Regions from separate parts of the Mus musculus genome. Here region 1 is linked to region 2. A link is a contact called in public promoter capture Hi-C data. All regions are on one chromosome and are shown on one strand. The core of a region is the stretch at or near the end of the contact, and the rest is flanking DNA. Distances in the headings are between cores, read along the strand shown.

Evidence for each region. Promoter capture Hi-C pulls out the DNA fragments that hold promoters and counts their contacts.
Region 1: a contact with region 2 is called in a promoter capture Hi-C map of pre-B cells, with 6 times the contacts expected there. The contact joins the promoter of Ccnl1 here to the promoter of Siah2 in region 2. A contact is called at or near these places in 2 of 39 promoter capture datasets (liver and pre-B cells).

Annotation. Positions count from the first base shown.
Region 1 is chr3:65,954,758-65,961,115 of GRCm38.p6, forward strand. Ccnl1 (cyclin L1) reads right to left here and starts at 3,492. Exons shown (of 11, transcript NM_019937.4): 1 at 3,051-3,492; 2 at 2,744-2,818; 3 at 2,096-2,205. The coding sequence starts at 3,371.
Region 2 is chr3:58,690,842-58,696,940 of GRCm38.p6, forward strand. It overlaps Siah2 (siah E3 ubiquitin protein ligase 2), which reads right to left and starts at 1,547. Exons shown (of 2, transcript NM_009174.3): 1 at 555-1,547. The coding sequence starts at 974. It overlaps 4930593A02Rik (RIKEN cDNA 4930593A02 gene), which reads left to right and starts at 1,748. Exons shown (of 9, transcript NR_045167.1): 1 at 1,748-1,780; 2 at 5,213-5,285.

The DNA.
Region 1 (6,358 bases), core at 2,242-4,741, 7.3 Mb after region 2:
AGGACTGAAATGTTTTGTTTTTCTTCAAACACTTGATCGTACTATCTACATGTAGCAGCCATGACTAGAAAAGGCTATGTACCCCTTGTAATTGTCAAGGCCATAGAATAACCTAGTTAATTTGCACAAATTGGACTAAAATTCAAGACAAACCAATAAGAGTATCAGAGTAAAACATTTATGAATACTTTCTAACCATGCCCTATGGGGGGGAAAAAGGGAAAGAAAAAAAGAAAAATAAATAAAAACCCCACCACCTTTTAAAGCTATAGTTTTAATAACTTGGACAGCAAAGACAAAAGCTTTTAACAAGAAACAGGAGTTTTTTGTTTGTTTGTTTGTTTTTCTCTAAATGGTTCACCAGTGGCCAACCTGTTAGTCCCCGATTCCAGTGACCTATTCTCAGAACACTGGCTTCTCCTTGGGGATTTCGATACTTCACTCACTGTTGCCATGACGACAGCTTCATCTCTATGTACCACTCCACATCACCCAGGCTTTGGTAAATGTAGCTGGTCGCTGTATAGTCGGTTGCAAGGGAAAAAAGAGTTGAAGTTAATAACATATACAAGTTACATGTCTGAGTAAACTTGTAATATGCATAGAAACACTTATATCCTGCTTTTAAAAGGGGGGCTTCCATGCAATTAACTTCTTTAAGAATTTCATGCTATAATCAAATTTGAAACATTGAAACAAAATCAATTTCTCTTTAATGATGATCAAAAATGAAGTTTATATCCAATACAAGCCAGTCAGATTGAATTATTTTAAATTTTGAAGTTTTATAAAAAGATGATCCTATTCTGACACCTAGGAAGGAAGAAGTCCCACAGAAAAACACCAAACGATCATGTGATTATAGTTGGCTCAACAACTCATATACTACTAGAAAATGTTCCTTTATTCACTAAAAATAAGAATTCTGTATTTCAGTGTTTTGTAAAAACACCCTGAAAAAAAAAATCAGCCATGTAATCTAAAATACAAGTATAAGCTCAGAACATACTAAACACTAATTTGAAACTCCCCCATTTCTCAACTTTCTTCACAAAGAACTAAAAATGTTTTCAAACAGAAGAAATTGTATCTGGGCACATAGTTAGAAAAGATGGGGCTGAATAGTATAGAGAAAAAAATGCTATAAAAATTGACTGTGTTACTCATTTCAAACTTCCACTACCACCAACTTATAGCTTCCACAATAAAGACTACCTATGTTCAATACGCATTAGGACTAAGCAACACCCAACTCCCAAAACAGGTTATCTTGTCATAGCTAAATTCCTTCCAAGCTCACAGTTCCTTAGAAACTAATCTACACCACAAATATCCATCAGCCTGTCCTAGAATCACCTGTAGAGCCTGGAGTACTGCAACAAGCTTTGGTACTGCCTTATAGGCCCACATAAAGTTACCAGGGTATCACTACACCTAAAAGATACTGTTTCAGACTCTATTTTCTTACAAGATCGAATAAAGAGCCCTATCTGAAGCAACTCAATGAGTTATTTTTCTAAGGAACTCACTGAGACTACATCTGACCAAAACAGAATACCTGTTCAATCCCTTTGACTTCAAACTTTATCATCCTCCAGTCCTTTCAGATGCGGCATTATGCGATATATCGTAGTTCAATGTTGAGAAGTACTCTAACAAAAGCCAACCTCAATTGATGAAGAAACTGGGACTCCAAGCAGAAAAACGACCTACACGGAACTTTGCCACAACATTAACTTGAACTACAGGGCTTACATGTCCAGCCTTCAGTTTTCCAGAGAGGGGAGGGGAAACACAACTTACAGAATACACTCCCACTTGAGCCAACCGTACTCCCTTTCTTGTTTAATCTTAAGCCAAGGGACTGGCTTCACAGCACTCTAGAATTGTCCACAATGCAACTGTCTCTACAAACTTCAGATAGCTGGTTAATGGAGGGGATTTTAAAAGTTTCAATGTTCCTACGTGAATTTCAGCACCTAATGTCCGCTTTCTTTTGCATCCACACTGACTTGAGGGAGGGGAGAAGATGTTTTGACTGGATGATTGGTGCACAGTACAGCAAGAGATACTATGTTCAACAGGCCAATCTTACCTTTTTCCTCTTAACTGGCGGAGGTGGTGGAATACATTAATCACATCTCTTATTCTTCTTGGCGCTTCTTCGATTTTTGACGCAAGATTAATACAGGCCATAGCAACAATCTGAAAGAACCCAGGTAAAAATCCAAGTGAAGTTAAACTAGAAACAGTTTAACAAAGTCTAACAACCCTTATTTTGTTTTGTTTTTAGATAGGGCTTCTCTGTGTAGTCCTGGCTTCCAGGAACTCCATCTGTATGTACATCTGCCTGCCCAAGGATGTGGGTCACCAAGGACCGGCAAAGAACCCTCTTTAGGATACAACGGGCTTTTTAGCGAAATAAAATCGAAGCTGACATTTTTAGACCAGCTCTTACGTTTTATTGCTCAACTGCTCTTAATTTTGGGTCAGAATCAAGCTACCTCTTGCTAGAATTGTGCAATGGCTTGAAAACGTAGTTCTTGGTTAACAGAGCACGTGAACTGGGGATCCATTTTCTAGTTCTTGAAACATTGCTCTACGGGCCCCATTTCCTTCTGGGTGGGAACGAGGTACAAAGGCCTAAGCTAACCACTCCCTTTCTGGAAAAGCTGGTTCCTACCCCCTTCCTCCCCGCTTCCGGATGAAGAAATCCCTTCTTGTCCGCCTCCGCCGCGCTTACCTCGAAACTGTGTTTGACGAACGACTTGGAGTAGAAGAACCGATGGAACAGCACCTGCCCTGTAGCCATCGCCACCTGCAGACGAGAGAGGAGAACGGAAGCGCCGGGGTCAGGCGGGCCCGCACCAGGCGCCGCCGCCATTTTGTGCGGCCGCTCGCTTCCCTTCCCCCGCCCGGGCCGCGCGGCGCCGCCCGCCCCCGCATCCCCACCCTCGCCCGCCCGAGCTCCCGCCGCCGCCGCCGCCCGGCGCAGGCTCCGGAGAAACCTGGCCGCGGCGGAGAGGCCCGCAACCAGCCGGGGTTCTCACCTGCGGCAGCCGGAGGAGGATGCCGGCGGCCTGGATGAGCTCGCAGCCCAAGATGCGCAGATCCGTCTCGCTGGGCAGGTCCAGGCCGTCCTGCATGGACGGGGTAGGCGAGAGCCGCTCCTCCGGGATCAGCGAGTGGTCGATGGTGAGCGACACCTCCGAATACAGGCGGTCGCCGATCAGGATCCCTCCGGTCGTGGTCGTCGTCGTGGTGGTCGTGCCGGAGCTGGAGCCGCCCGCGCTCGGGGCGGCGGACGAGGCGGAGGCGGCAGCGGCGGCGGCGGCGGCAGCGGTCGAGGTCGGGTGAGGCCCGGACGCCATAGTTCCAGCGAGCTCCACGCACGCCCGACGCAGCCGGAACCCAAAGCGAGACTAACCAGCGTCCTCGGCGCGACGGATCTTCCCGTGACCGCCGGCTTCCAGGCCGCCGCACGCAGCGTGCGCTTCCGCCCTGACGTCACCACGCCGACACGCCCTACCCCACCCCACTCCACTCCCCGCGCGCGCCAACGAGTTCCTCCGCGCTTCGGTCGGTGACACCGGGCGGAGGGGTCCGGATGGGCAGGGCGGGGCAGGGTGCTGGCGGCTCAGGGGTGGTAATGGCTTTAGTCACCGGATAACCCGGACTCTGGCCTGGTGAGTCGGCCCCGATACCCCTGCACGGTCTGCGCGTTGGTGACAGTCCGGCGGTCGGCGACACCGGAGTGTAACAAAGTGACTCTGAACCGGGCAGCTTCCCAGTTTGAGCGCCTGGGGTTTCCGGAAAGCTCCGAGCGCGCGTGGGTGTCGGGGTGTAGCCTAGAAAGGCATGCCTAGCCCTGACCTCACTTCGCCGGGTTTACAGTAATCTGGAAAATCCCTAGTTCCAAAAATAGGTTTATGGCGAGGACAGTACACGGGCGATTTCATTGCGCTGGGGAGTCTCGTCTTAAAGAGATGGTTTTTGTCAGAGTGGAGAGAAAGTAACTATCCCTGTGTCAATGAAGAGAAAAACACAGCTCTCATCTTACATGGAGTTTGGAATAACCTAAATCTGTGTTCCGGGACCATGGTCAATCAAAATGGCTCCAGGATAACCCATCATTTATTCCCTTTAAGATGAGAGCTGTGGTTTTTTTGTTTTTTTCGAGACAGTTTCTCTGTATAGTTCTGGCTGTCCTGAAACTCACTTTGTAGACCAGGCTGGCCCTGAACTCAGAAATCCGCCTGTCTTTGTCTCCCGAGTGCTGGGATTAAAGGCGTGCGCCACCACCGCCTGGCTGAGAGCTGTGGTCTTTTTCCATCCATACTAAAAGTCCCAAAAGCTGAGGTCGACCGTGAAACAATTGATCCTTCTGCCTCTGGCCTCCCATGATCTTTTTATTCCAGCTTAATCCTCTGAGATGGCCTTTAGGGAGAAAGAAAAATCTCCTGACTCAGTACAAAGGGTTGGAATTGTTATTTTGTTAAAGCTTACTTTCTTGAAAAGTGTCTTAACCTTGGACCTATAGAGCGCACTGAAAATTTGGATACATCTTAGTCACCAAAGCAAGGTATTTTCACAGCTCATTTTTACAAAGTGTGTTGGGACGGGCACTCTGGAGACAAAGACAGGTGGATCTCTGATTAGAGGGTCAGACTGATTCCAAGCCAGTAAGAGCTATATAATATCTTCAAAATGAAACAAAACCTCTTCCAAACAAAAGCTATATAGAGCAGGAAGTGGTGGCACAAGCCTTTAATCCCAGTACTCAACTAAAGCCTCAAAAACAAAAATTTTATGATTGTGATAGCTTTTTGTCACTGACAGATTACCTAGAAAGTCCACAATGAGGTTTAATTTTGGTTTATGGTCTCTGAGGTTTCAGGCTACAGCCATGTGGCCCTATACCTGTAGGACTGTGTAGGCAGAACTTTATGGTGTGAGACCTTGGTAAAAACAAATCCCTTGCCACCAACAAAGAGAAAGGGGAATATATCCAGGGATCTCCCTCCTCAAGTAGGTTGCCAACTCCTAATTGCTTGTCCAGCTGTGACCTCATCGTCGGATTAACCCATTTATGAGGTATTTGCCTTTGTGATTAAATCACCTCTCAGTGCTACTAACTAAGGACAAGCTCTTCACAGGGTCTGTATGTGGCAGGCATTTCATATCCAAACTTTCTGTGACAGCATAGGAGACACAAGTCCAGGGGACAGGTATGTCGGGACAAAACTTTTCCTAGTGAGACACTACTCACCTCAGATAGGGAACCTACCACAGACCAAAGTATGGATACCATCAGAGTGCAAACTTGGTGAACCAATGAGTTTTATTAGGGTTACTTACAGGAATATGGGTAAGGAGCAGAAATGATTTGGATAGCTGCACCACCAATGTGCAATTCTATGCATATATTAGGGTCGGCACAATTTAGTGAAAACTTTTTTGGTGATAATTAACTCAATTCCATGTGGACAATAAAGTTTAAGGTGTGACTCCATCAAAACTCTTTGTAAAGTACACGTGACATCTTCCATAAAGATGGGTTCTGTAGATTCACTACATGAGACACCTTCCATAATGATCAATTCTGTAAATGACATGCTCATGATACGGGTCTGGAGAAAGATCTGATGTGGTCTTGGCCACACAGCAGAAAAGGTCACCAGGCTATTAGTCACATCTGCTCTCGGCCTTCTGGGTGGATAGAAGGTTATATACCCTTGTTTGAAGGAACAACCCTGTCTTTAACATTACTGGTTCCTACCTGTAAAGGTGGTACACACCTTTAGTCCTGGCACTTGGGAGGCAGAGGCAGGTGGGTCTCTAAGTTTGAGGGTAGTGCCTGTTCTACAGAACAAGTTCCAGGACAGCCAGAGCTACACAGAGAAACCCTGTCTTGAAAAACAAAACATTCTTGGTTCCCCTGTTGCTTATCTGTTGAGCACAGGACTTTTGTTCCTCCCACAGGAAGAGATGGCTGAACATGTTATAAATGCTTGCTCCTCATTATGTCACCAAACTACTGTTACTATTTCTTTTTTCAAAATTGTCCATGACTAATCCAGAAGATGGGAGGTAATGGGCTAGTAACTGGACTCTACGAGGTTTTTGCTCGTTAAGTAACTGTCATATTCTTTCTGTGATATAATCTAAGTTTGGAAAAACCATTACATTATTTGTAAGTTATTATGGAGAAAGTTTTGTTTCCAAATTACTATCCACTTAAAACAGCCACGTTAAAATGTGGAAAGACAAGGCTTGTTTAGAATTACCAAGAATTCAGGGAAGAGTAAAGATACGTGTTATTCATAGAAAAGCATTAGTGGAAATGAATCCAGTCAAG
Region 2 (6,099 bases), core at 297-2,796:
CAAGCTCAGCGCTGGAAACCGTCCGCTTCCTTCCTCCACAATCTCCACTGCCAGCTTCCCTGTTCACATTAAGCTGCCCAGGCTTTATAGAGCACACCCCTGCGGTGGACGCGGCGGCACTTGGCTGGGAGAGCTGGGATGCTTCTAAACCGTCATCAAGTGCCAACTTATCTACAGTCAGTGCTCCGGCAAACGTCAACCCTAGTTGCTAGTTCCCAAAATGGACAGGTTGGCCTGGAAACAATAGACAAGGTACACACACGTACACACCGGAGACAGAGAGAGTGCGCCAGAGAGAGAGAGAGAGAGAGAGAGAGAGAGAGAGAGAGAGAGAGAGAGAGAGAGAGAGAGAGAGAGAGAGAGAGGGAGGAGAGAGAGAGAGACAGACAGAGAGAGAGAGAGAGAGAGAGAGAGAGAGAGAGGAGAGGAGAAAGACAGACAGACAGATGGAAACAGTGAAATGCCATTCGCCTCTTAGGGCCTTCAAGTGCGCTGGAGGGCACCGGAACTCTGGAAGGTTCCTTGGCAGATCTGCGGATGGTGGCTGGACTTACCTTACAGGGAAACAGAACTGCCGAGGCGACCTTCTCCATAGCCAGGTTCCTGATGCTGGGCGTTAGGGCGCCCCTGCACGTCGGGCAGCAGCTTAACTTCTGGCGGCATTGGTTACACACCAGGTGCCCGGCCTGGCACTGCAGAATGGGGGGCAGGACATAGTCAAAGCAGACCGGGCACTCGAAGAGCGAGGTCAGCTCGTGGTGCTGCGGGGACACCGGGTCGGCCCCGCCGCCGGCTCCGGGGCCTGAGATCACCGCTGCCGCGGCGGGCACCGCGGACGAGCCGGGGCCCGCTGCCGAGATGGTGGCGGCGGCCGGGGGCGCAGCCGGGGACGGGGCGTGCGGGGTCTGAGGCGGCGGCGGCTGCTTGCTGCAGGGTTTGTTAGCGCTGGGGCCGGTGGAGGACGGGCGGCTCATCGCGCTCCGAGCCCACCATGGACCTGCGGGCGTCTGCCTGCCGCGGGGCCGCCCGGGTTAAGGCGGTGCGCGCCCCGCGGGTGGCGGGCTCCGGGGCAACGCCACGGCGCCCAGCCCGGGGGACCCAGCGCGGACCCGACCGGCACCGGGAGGGCGGGGACCGGACCGCGCCGATCCTCTCGGCGGCACCCGGATGGTCGTCGCTCTCGGGGCTCGCGGCCGTGCGGTGCCCTCCTCCGGCGGCGTTCTGGTGCGCAGAGCCCTGGCCCACTCGCTTCAGGAGCGGCAGCTGACGCAAGCCCCGGGGGCGCGCGCGGACGTGACGCTAAGACACGTGTGCGGCCGACCCGGCACTCAGGGACTGGCAGAGCCACCCTGCGGCCCGCGCAGCTCCGCCCGACCCAGCTGGCAGCGCCCGAGCGGTTTCCTCGCTGGGAGCCCTTGAATGAGTCGATCGCCGCCGCGTGGGGTCGCTTCTCTGCGACAGTGGAAGCCGGCAGCCCAGGGAAAGGACGTAGCCCGAGTCTCCCGACCCTTCCCAGGGGACCTACGCCGACCCGCACCGACTCCAGCTAGAAGGGCAACTGCTGGCCCGGCGTGGGCGTGGAGGGCGCGCGAGTGCGCCGGGGGCGGGGCGGGGCTGGGCGGGGCGGGGGGCGGGGCTCGGAATCCCACGTTTCTTTTAGCCATTGACGCGCTGGAGCAGCTGGCGATCAGGCTACTCGGCCGGTAGCTTGACACGCGGGGGCGGGACCCGGAGTCGGGCGGGAGCCGCGCGAAGGCCTCGGGTGTGGCCCGGCAGTTAGGTACGAGGGTGGGCTCTTCAGTGGTTGGGACCTTAACGCTAGGTTTTCCTTCGAAAGCCCACTGGCGAAAGCTTCTTGGAATTGGCCGCCTCTGATTGAGAGAACCTGAACCTCTTTGACAACTCTGACTCGATGGAGAATTAAAACCTCCAAGGAATACCATACACGTGGGTTGGGTTTGTGAGGCCCCAAATGACAGGAGACCCTCTGGTGCCTGAGTCCTTAACGTCTAGTCCTGGTCCAAACCTTAGGCTTTTAGCTTACTTACCTGGGGCTTTGGGAAGAAGGAAATGGGTGAGGTCAACCTACCCCTTACCAACCCTCAGCTTGACAGGATTGGTGCTGGATTCTTCCTGAGTTGTCTTTGTACACCCGACATATGGAAAGTCTCTAAGATCCCCATCTTAGAGGTGTAAAAGGCACCCACGGGAGCTGGAGGGACGCCTCAACATACTACTCTTAGAGGACCAGACTTTGGTCCCCAGCACCCACAACTGCCTGTAACCCCAGCTCCAGGGGATCTGATACCATTTGGTACCAGTACACATTATATACACACATGCCCATAAATAAAAATAAACCTTAAGTGTGGTGGGGGTGGGACAGGGGACATCTACAGCCTACCTTCCGGTCTAGCAATAAGAGAACTCTCCGAGGGTTCCCCTAGTCTCAGTAAAACTTATTTCCAGGTACTCTTCACCATTCAGAACCCCAGAATTAGAGAGCGCCTGAGAGTTTGGAGTGAACCGTATAATGGACATACCCTGCACACAATTGCTATGGCAAGCGTTTTATGCCTGAACTGATGACACTGGAATTGGAAAAAGCTAGTATTGATACTCTTTGTAGGAAAACAGAGATTAGTCAGGATAGGGTAAAATAGTGCCCTGTGACTTCGAGCGAAATTCTTTTTAATATCCTGACTTAGTTTGTGACTGTCTTGTGTGCACACGTGGAGGTCAGAGGACAGGTTTGTGGGAGTCGACTTTCTCAAGTTGGCAGGCTTGATGCAGGCACCACTACCCTCCTGAGCCACCTTCCTGGCTCCAGTCTCCTACTCTGTAAAAGTGAATTTAAACAATTTGAGTTTCTCTGTGCCATTCTTGTAGAACCTCATCCATCATAGCCACCTTGTAAATGATAGCCGTAGTTTAAAAATAACAGTGAATATTTATTATTAGAGTCAATGAATAGAATCTGCTCAAAGAAAAAAAAACAAAGTTAAATTTTGTAATCTAGAAAGACTTCATGAGTAACTGGGTTATCTAAAGTTGTAGAGAAAAACTTAGTGATACATGCCACCTAATCACCCTGCAAATATTCCCTTTGTGTATGCCAGCCACTGTCCTGAGAAGAGTTCTTACTCATTTAAATTCTAGGACAGAAGCAGGAGTGGTAAACCGCTCAGGCAGGGCAAAGGATCTCCGAGGTTTGGGAAATGTCCAGACTGCAGGCCTATAAACTCAGCTCCTTAGGGGTGCTGAGTGAGAAGGATGCTAAACTCAAAGGCTACCTGAGTTACAAAGTGACTTCAAGGCCGGCATGAACAACTTAGTGATACTGTCTACAGTTGAAAAGAAAGGCTAGGGGTGTAGCTTAGTGGCATGGTGTTTGTCTGGCTTATGCAAGGTCTTAGGTTCAATTCCTAGTAATTCGAAAAGGGAAAAGAATACAGTGGGGGTTTGGGGGGTGGAAAGACTGTGAAAAGTGGATGCACACAGAGGATGTATTACAGATGGACTGGCACTTGGTGTGTGTAGTGGGAGTGTTACATACACTAGCTATGTATGAAACTAGTATATGGACAGCTAACAAAGGAATAAGGCATCTGCCTCCGATTCACCTTGGGTTTTGTTTTTGTTTTTTCAAGACAGGGTTTCTCTGTGTAGCCCTGGCTGTCCAAGAACTCACTCAGTAGACCAGGCTGGCCTCGAACTCAGAAATCTGCCTGCCTCTGCCTCCCAAGTGCTGGGATGAAAGGGGTGTGCCACCACTGACCAGCTCACTGTGGCCTTTTTTTTTTTTTTTAAAGCCCTGTAATATACTGAACTTGAACTTCTAGATTGGTGCTATGGGGACTATAAAATAGTATTTATTGAGCACCCACTATATGGGTAAAATGGGTTTTTAGATTTCCAGGCACGTCATAGGGTGGATACTATGGTTATAGTCGAGGAAACAGAGGCATAGGGAGTTTGGTTTGCTCAGATTCACAGAGCCAAGATGGCTGGAACCTGCTCCAGAGCTCGTATCTTATCTGACTCCTACTTTGCTAAGATGAGGTGATTAGCTCACTCACCATAAAAAGAAATCAGCTCCAGAGACCATAATGAAGTGCTGCCCTGTGTAGGCAGTCGTCATTCATTCTTAGCTGGTCTGAACAGGAAAGTATTCTGTTTATTCATTGTTCACCTCTGTTGGGCACACACAAAAAATGGTAGGAAATAAAAGCACCCACGGTCTCACCTTTATTGGAGAGAATATATATATATATATTCAAGTTAGAACCCTAGCAGTTGGAATTTATGACAGACTGCATTCCCTTGTCTCTCTGACCTCTGTCCTCTGTCAGAGACTCCCCATTTCCAGAGTTTGAGAATGTTTGCTGCAGAAGTGGGGTCTTTGCTTTGGCCATACTGACAAGTTCTAGCAGGTTCTGATATTTCAAAATGAAGTATGGTTTCAGAGGCTGCTGAAAAAGAAAAGAAAAGAAAAGAAAAGAAAAGAAAAGAAAAAGAAAAGACCCTAAAACAAAAGCAAACAAAAAACCCAGGAAAAATAATTCTTCACTAAGTGAATTTGGTTACTAAAGCTACAACTCTTACCCTGGCAGATGACTCACCTGGTGTAGAGAATCGCTTCCTTCTAAAGCTTGGTACTCCTGATTAAATCGGCCAGGGTAGTTAGAAACAAAGCAAATGAGAGGTGTCGGGGCAGTTGCTGACAGTGGAGAAGAGGACAGGCCTGCTGGCACATCACTAACCTCCCATGCTGTTAGACTGGACTTTCCAGCCACATTTCTCCTCCCTAAGGGGCTTGGATGAGAGAGGGAGCCTTTCTGCTTTGTGAGTCTGAACTCCTCATTTCCGTGGAGAACATTTAGCTTCGAGCTGCTGCTCAGTGAGTGTGCAGATGGGTGCTGTGTGCAGAACTGACTTGTTTGAGATTTATTTGCCCTGGGGAACGTGGTCGTTCCTGGGCCTAGGCTTAATGGGTGACTTCTGGGCTTCAGGGAGAGGGGGTGAGCCCTCCCTTTTGCAATCTCTGGATTCACGACTCATTTTCTTCATCTGGATGAGAGGTTAAACTCCTCTCGCCCACTGAATTTTCGATGGCCTGTCAAGCAGATGGTTCTCTCTACCCAGCTCCTGCTCTGTGCTCTTATTTTGTTTGTTTTTAATCATAACAAACACACTTGTTTTATTTTTATAGGTGTTTTCCCTGCATGTGTATGCCTGATGCCAGAAGAGGAGGGTACAGAGGCCCTGCAACTGGGGTTACAGAGGTTTGTGAGTAACCAACGTGGGTGCTGGAAACAAAACCCAGCCCCCCCCCCCCCCCAAGAGCAGCCAGGACTCTTAAATCACTTAAATCACTGAGCCAACTCTGCGGTCCTCATGACTCCCTGTACTCTTAAAGCTGGGGATGTACTGAGTGATTCTTGCCTTAAATTCTCAGAGCAAGCCTGTAACTGGCCCGGCAGGAATAGAGATATTTGAGTTTGTGTCTCTCCTGTTGGCTATGAGAGCATGGCCTCCAAGAAGTTAGAATTTTCCCGGGAATCTCATACTGTAAAAAGAAGGCTGAAGCCTGGTGCCAGCCAAAGTAGAAACCCGAAATTTCACACAATTGGGACAACTTGTCAGATCACCTTTCAGGAGAGGCTGAAGCTGAGACACTCATGAGTCAGGGACAGGCAGGGTCACACCTAGGCAGCAACTATTTAGTTAAGCATTCCATTGATCCTTTACTTAAACCTAAACGGCTGGTCAGGACCCCAGGGTGGGCTTGGAGGTGGTGGGGTTACTGGATCTCTTTGATGCTACTGGAGACTAAGTAAAACTTTCCCCATCTGTTTTTCAGTGTTTATCACTTTAATTGTCTTATTGAAGATAAGTGATCAAGTGTCTGGCTGGTTAGGAATGCCAGGCTTTGATACTAGTAACCCTGGCAACAAATCTTATTTGAAAACAGCAATAACAACAACAACAACAAAAAACCCAACAACTTTCCCGAGTGGTCCCCTCCCTAAGCTTCCTGGTCTGCCAGCAGTGAGAAACGCCACAGCAGAGACAAGTGGCCCTTATTTCTGTGACTTA